Linked DNA regions of Sus scrofa: region 2 is linked to region 1. Evidence: chromatin contacts called from public targeted proximity ligation data. All regions are on one chromosome and are shown on one strand. The core of a region is the stretch at or near the end of the contact, and the rest is flanking DNA. Distances in the headings are between cores, read along the strand shown. Region 1 overlaps ITPR2 (inositol 1,4,5-trisphosphate receptor type 2). Region 2 overlaps LOC106509230 (a long non-coding RNA gene).

Region 1 (3,652 bases), core at 746-3,245:
CAAGGGGCTGCTTCAGAAACCATAGCATTGTGGAAGGAAACCAGCAGAAAAAGAGAAGGTCAGGGTGAGCAGTAATACATTTTAGAAGAAGGAAGTTGGAGAATATAGCCACTCCTGTTCTTTCAACTGAAAGCTAGTCTTGCTCTGTCTGGAAGAGTAAGCAGCTCCAGGAATAAGACCTGCTTATGTGGCTTTTAAGTGGAACAAGAATAACCAGATCAGCCATGTCAGCCCCAGAACAAATAGAGTAGTAGATGTTTGAGCCAGATCACCCTGTATCCATGAAGACGACATTTTCTTTTTCTTTTCTTTTTTTTTCCTTTTTTTTGGCTATGCCTGTGACATGCAGAGTTCCTGGGTAAGGGACCGAACCCATGCCACAACAGTGACCCAAGCCACAGCAGTGACAATACCGGATCCTTAACCCACTGTACCACTGGGGAACTCCAAGAAGACATTTAAAAATGCAGTCTTATGTTACCAGTTATAATGTGAGTAACAATAAAAATGTCAAAGTCAAGGATTCCCCATGTGGTTCAGCGGGTTAAGAACCCAACGTTGTCTCTCTGAGGATGTGGGTTCGATCCCTGGCCTCACTCAGTGGGTTAAGGATCCAGTGTTGTCACAAGCTGAGGCATAGGTTACAGATGCTGCTCGGATCTGGTATTGCCATGGCGGTGGCGTAGGACAGCATCTGCAGCTATGATTTGACCTCTGGCCCAGGAACTTCCAAATGTCTCAGGTATGTGAAAGGCCGTTAAAGGAAAAAAAAATGTCAAAGTCAAGAAAATATGTTGGTTAAGTCAGTTCAGTTTTAAGCAGATTAAGTGTGAGAATAAATACAAATTTTCTAAAAAAGCTAACATGAATGTTGAGAAGAATGGAGAATAAGGATGAAGAATGCAAGAGCTAGCCCTAGATTGAAAATTAAGAATTTAAACTATGAAAGAAATTAAAAATGAAGACATAAGGTCAGTGATCCTCATGGATCTGAGTTTCTGGGAGTGCTTCGAGAGAACAGATTAGATTGAAGATGATGGTAGAATTGTCCAAGGAGTGGGAATTCAGAAGTTAAAAAGGTAACACGGGGTTAAAAACAACGTATGGGAGTTCCCGTCGTGGCTCAGTGGTTAACGAATCCGACTAGGAACCATGAGGTTGCGGGTTTGGTCCCTGCCCTTGCTCAGTGGGTTAACGATCCGGCGTTGCCGTGAGCTGTGGTGTAGGTTGCAGACGTGGCTCGGATCCCGCGTTGCTGTGGCTCTGGCGTAGGCCGGTGGCTACGGCTCCGATTCAACCCCTAGCCTGGGAACCTCCATATGCCGCGGGAGCGGCCCAAGAAATAGCAACAACAACAACAACAACAACAGCAACAACAACAACAAAAAGACAAAAAAAATAAAAAAATAAAAACAACGTATGGAAAAGAAGAGAGAAAACAATAGATGTGAATATGGCTTGAATGGATATATAGAGGTTTCTGAATTTCCCAGAACCAAAATGTTGGGAAAGCAATAGTCTGCAGAGCTGGGATGGTACAACACAGAGGAATTTAAAGCCAGACTTCAGGGAGAGGGAGAATGTCAATCTGAGTGAGGGGAGGAAGAGTCTGAATTGCTGAACACTTCATGCCTTGTGCTGAAGTTGTAAGAGTGTAACTATGAAATGAGAGGTGGTAAGAGTCCCTTGGAAGAACTCAAAGAGGGGATGGGAATGGTGAAATAGTGTTTGTAACCAGCAGTGGAGTTAAGCAACTGTCTGCTCATTTCCTTGCGTGACACCAGAAGTTGTTCCCTTGCCGCTTTATAAATGTCTTTTCTGTGGGGCAGCTCCTCCCCATCAATTTTCATGAAAAATTCAGTTTTCACTCAGAAGCACGCCCACTGTGCCCTTTGATCTTTCCACAAGTGACTCCTTTGACTTTTTCTAGTCCTGGATACGGTATTTGTTTCTTAGGAGGCCGACGGTGGTTGCTGAGTTCCCTATGAACCAGTTGTCCAGACAGCTCCCACACTGAGGCACAGATGCCAGAGACTGGTTGTAAGCGCTGCTTCCCAAGTAGTTGTGTAGCTATGTGCCGAGGGCTGGCTTGCACCCAGATTTTGCTGTTTTTGTTGTCGATGTGGAATCGTTTGGCTCCCGCATGATGATGACCACGCAGACTGGTTTCTGCCTTTGCACAGTTCAGTAATTCCAAAACTGAGCTTCAGCTTCCTCCTTGTTTTACTATTATCATCTTTTGTACAGACAGTTTATTTTGGTGCCCTCAGACTTTCAATTTTTGTTGTTATTCTTTTCATGGTAGGGAGGTAGTTCTGCTTTTTCCACCGTGACATCTTTTTTGGCCTTTCCTGTGGTTGATGTTACAAGAAACAAATAATGCTTCTTGTAAGTGTCTTGTCTGATCTACATAGACCTATAAATGCATGAAAAAGGGAATTTCTTAAGTTCAAATAGCATAGAGTCGTGCAGAGCATTTTCTTACAGTGCAGCTATGTGTCCTTTTAGACTTTCTGTCTCACATGCTCTTCTCATTCATCTCTACCTCCTCTCCCTGCTCCAGTTTTGCTCTTTTATATTCTGCTTTCTTCACTTTCCTTCTCCTCTTTATTCCTGTCTTTCTGCAGACAGTCTAGAACATTGTTCAGTACTTTGGATCAATTTAACTTATGTGAAACTCGATTGTTTCTTTGATTCCATGTAACATTTTCTATTTTTCTGAGACTCTTCATTTCATTCCATTTCGTTTTCTTCCCCAGTTTCATTGAGATTTGATCAACACATAATATTGTATAAGGTGTACAACATGTCTATTTGATACATTTATATGTTACAAAATGATTGGCAGCATAGTCTTAGCTAGCTCTCCAATCCAGTCACATAATTGCCATTTTCCTTTTGCAATGAGAACATTTAAAATCTACTCTCTTAGTAACATCCATGCCTATGGTACAATTTCATTAGTTAAGGTCACTGAGCTGTACATTAGATCCTGATAATTTGTTAATCTTACAACTGGAAGTTTATACCCGTTGACCTCATATCTCCCTCTTTCCGCCACCTCCCAAGCCCTGGTAACCACCATTCTACTCTCTGGTTCTCCGAGTTCATCATTTTTAGATTCCCCATAGAAGTGGTACATATGGCATTGTCTTTTTCTCTCTGAGTTATTTCATTTAGGTTCATCCTGAACCTACAACATTCATCCAGGTTGTTGCAAACAAAAGGATCTCCTTCTTTCTTATGTCTGATTAAGATTCCATAGTATATCTATACCACATCTCCTTTATCCATTCATCCATGGACAAACATTTACATTGTTTCTGTATCTTGGCTATTGTGAATAATACTGCAATGAACATGTGAGGCCCTTTTATTTCAATACCTACTAGGATTAAGAAGTATGTAGAGAAATGTTATGTGCTTTTGCAGGATGCGGAGACGTATTAAGATAGCAAGCCCATGGAAAGCAAAAATAACTCCTGACTCTTAAACCAAGAAAGAATGGATCACTTTAATTGGATATAGGAAATTGTTTTTTAAATATAGGCTTTAAAATGTTTCATCACACTTCCCCATGTCATTACATAGCCTTTGGAAATGCAGTTTTAATGGCTGCATAATCGTTCATCATTTGAATATACCATAATTT
Region 2 (3,652 bases), core at 515-3,014, 380 kb after region 1:
TTTCAAACATTCGCTCAACAAACATATATTGAGCTCTTATTATGGACCAGACATGGGGGATACAACAAGTGACCCATACAGACTAATTCATCAGCCGTCGTGGTGCTCAAAACTTCAATAAAGCCTCACAAGTTCTCAGATATTTGCCAACTAGTTATTAATTATGACAACAGCAATCATATCCCTCTGCCCTAAATTTTTTTTTTTTTTCAGTTGGTGCTTATGAAGATGTCAGAAAAAAGGCATCTGTTCCCATCCCTTCCTGTCTTCCTCTCTCCCTTCCCTCACTTCTCTGGAGCCATACTAGCCTCCCTGCTGCTCTTCCAACCAGACAAGCTTGATCCTTTCCCAGAATATTTGCACTTGTTTATCCATCTGCTTGTGACATGCAGCCCCCAGATGGGGGATAGCTGATTCCAGTCACACCCCACCTTTTTTTTAGATCTCTGCTCAAATGCCACTTCTTCAGAGAGGCCCTCCCTGAGCAACCCGAAGGCAATATATAAAATGCCACCCATCCATCATTCTTTATTTTCGCTCTGTTTTTTTTTCCTGTAGCAAGTATCACCCTTAACATCTTCTGTGTATACTGATGTATATGAATACACAGACATACAAATAATTTGTTTACTGCTTATCTCTCTTGTTAGGAGGAACAGGGACTTTGTTTTGCTCATTGCTGTTTGTCTAATGCCAAGAATGGTAACTTGCAATAAATAAATATTTATATATTTGCCTTTTAAAAATAAACAGGTATTGATCCCCAATAAATATTTGCTGAATGAATGAATGAACATTCCTGGCAAGCATTTCAGCTTGATTACCTTACCAAAGACAACAGAACACGGCCTCTCAGAGCATCCCCTTCCATGTTTTAACTTCCTCAACACTGGGTAAGCACCTGCTGTTTTCCAGGCACTGTGTAACACAGAGATATCAACAAGGGGTAAGAAGTCAAAGGCAGTTAACATCTGGTACCTGCAAATGGAAAAAGATTCAGAATGATTTGGAAGCTGATTGAATTTTATTGTTGCAATTAAATCATAGATATGGTATTTAAGCATTAATAGAATTCCCATAACAATAGAGTTAATATCAATTTCACCTTAGTCCAAATGATTACAGATTATGTTAAAAGAAATTGTTCACTTAACTGAAATAACTTCTTTGAGAATTAAAATTAGTCTGATAATTTCCCCATCCCCTGAGATAGTAAGAAAAAGCTGCAGTAACCCTGTAGAAGAAGTAAGTTTCCAAAAAGATTGCATCTCAGCTTTCAGATGGCAACTGAACCTGGGTGGAAATGTGTGGGACCCTCTGAATTCAACCCATGATGGAATACACATCGCATCTCACAAGGGTTGGAAAGTCCCAGGTGCTTCTGCACTTCACTGGCTCTCCAGATGTGATAACCCTTATACCTTGGTCAGTGAACTTCTTCAAGGCAAAAGCCTATATCTATTTATCAGTGTATGCTCAGCACCTAGCACAATGCCTGGCACACAGTAAGCACTCAATAAACAACTGTTGAAATCCAAGCTCTGTTCTCCGTTCCCACAATCATTGTTCCAGTTCCAAGCTTTATCATCTCTCACCTGGATTATTGCAAGAACCTGCTCAATGGCCTTTGTCCAGACTTTCTTTCCCCATACACTGGCCACTCTGCTGGCTCAGTTAGCTTTTTAAACACCAATAGTGCACTAAAGAATAGTCGGGGACAACCCATCACATGAAGGCATGAAAGCTTAAGCTTCCCTCCTAGTTTCACTTCCTTTTACCCTTCTCCTATTGCCCTCAGCCAGATGATGGGTGTCGACAGACTGCCCTAATTGCACTGAACTACATGTTCACTCCTTTGCTTTATGTTCTTAGCCCTTTCTTTAAATCTCCACTTGGCTGTTTCAAACCTCACTCCACAAACGTGTGTGCAAGAAATGATGTCCTTATTTCTCTCATTTAGTCTAACTTCAAGCCACCTCCCCAAGGGCTGATGGGAAATGACTTCAGTCGTGGGCTGTCCCACGTCCACCCTCCTCAGGATTTCGCAAGAACCTGGGGTGCCAGAATAACAGGGAAAGGAGCTCTTCGTACTCAGATTGTCAATGGTCAGTGTCTGAGCCTGTCACTTTCTGGGTAGGAGTCTTTACTGAAGGAGAAGAAAAGAAAATGGAAAAATGCAATGAGAACAGACATCAGTAGTGTCTCAGTAAACTACCCGGTCACGCTTGGGCTCTTCACATTGTGTTGTAATTAACTGGGTGTGTCTCCCACACCTGGGCACCCACAACACTGCTGCTACTCAAATTGGCACCACCTCCAGCATTGCTTGGCCCTCACTTCTGTGACTGTTTACTTGGTGTTATTCTTTCTGCGGTTTCTTCTCCCAGACCTCTCTCCCACTTACTTTAAGACCTCTGCTTATCTCCTCCATTTCAGGAAAACCCCTACTTCATCAGGAGAATTCAAAACATTGGGCATCACCTCCCTAACTCTCAGCCCTTCCTACCTGCCTCCTCCCACACCCTGGCTTCCCTTCCCACTGTTGCCGAGGGAAAAGTGGCCCTCCATTCGTGCCACTGATAATCGATGGAAATCCACCGTCCTGTCTGCGCAGTGAGTCTGGATCTCTGTTGAGGAGTCCTGTTCATCATTCATTGTATTCCTGGAGTCCAGTACCCTGCCAGGGATAGGAAAGACACCCAATAAACACTTATAGAATAAATGCTTTTTTAGATCTGAGGGCTATACCACAGTTCCTAAAAAATTGTCTAGAGACATAAGACAACTGTTGATATGTGATGCTTTGTGGGTTATTGACACAGAGAGTTTCCCCCTGACTCTGAGTGTGGGCTAAATTTGGAGGAGATAATCCAGGAGGGAATGTAGCTGGCAGCCTATGGAGTTCCTCCTGGGTCAGGTCGGTGCCATCCAGCTGTGAGTTTGCTGTTTTAATACCTCCTATTTGTCTTCTCTGATTACTGCTGGTGAGGCTGGCCTCTGGCACTTGCTGAGGGGAGCAATGGGGAAGCCTCCACGTCCAAGGTGTCACGTTGCTCTCTGCCCCCTCGGGTTCCACCTGAGGACACTGCTCCTGCATTAGCAGACTGTCCCTTGGGGAAAGACAGTAAACACCAAGCTTTCTTACTCCTTGTATGTTTTGAGATGTTTTTCTATTCTCCTTAACTCATAAACTTTGAAAAAAATTTTTTGGTATTTTAAAGTCGCTGTAAATTAGCTAATCAAATTTATCTTTAATCCTACTCTCATATTCTATTTTCTGTCTTCCTTATTATCATGTTCACCTTCAACCTGTTCTTATTTGCGTTTCATCTGTTTAAAATTATTTCATAAATAACGTCATTCTTATTTTTATTTTGACAAGCTATTTTAACCTGCTGGTTTCCTTTTACATTTTATTTTCTTGTCCTCATCTTTATTCAGCTTATTTAATAGTCCATGTTGTCGTTCTGCCTTATGAGTCTTTATAATTCTGGTTGAAAATTTTCCCTGACTCTTCCTTTAAGATTTCCTTATTTCCCAATTTTCAGCTTTTAATTGGTTTTAAGTCTTTCACAATCTTTTGGCATCACATTTTAGTCTTTATTCTCTTTTCCCTTCCTTTTTGGTACTGTACCTTGTCTACATTTTCTCT

Evidence for each region.
Region 2: a targeted proximity ligation map of alveolar macrophages shows a contact between it and region 1. A contact is called at or near these places in 1 of 47 Hi-C or Micro-C datasets (blood) and 1 of 2 datasets of targeted methods (alveolar macrophages).

Annotation. Positions count from the first base shown.
Region 1 is chr5:47,322,071-47,325,722 of Sscrofa11.1, forward strand. The region is part of intron 46 of ITPR2 (inositol 1,4,5-trisphosphate receptor type 2); the gene reads left to right. Among named protein-coding and RNA genes, the nearest start is that of SSPN, 290 kb to the right of the region's middle.
Region 2 is chr5:47,699,672-47,703,323 of Sscrofa11.1, forward strand. LOC106509230 (a long non-coding RNA gene) reads left to right here. Exons shown (of 3, transcript XR_002344069.1): 1 at 1-2,613. Among named protein-coding and RNA genes, the nearest start is that of BHLHE41, 14 kb to the left of the region's middle.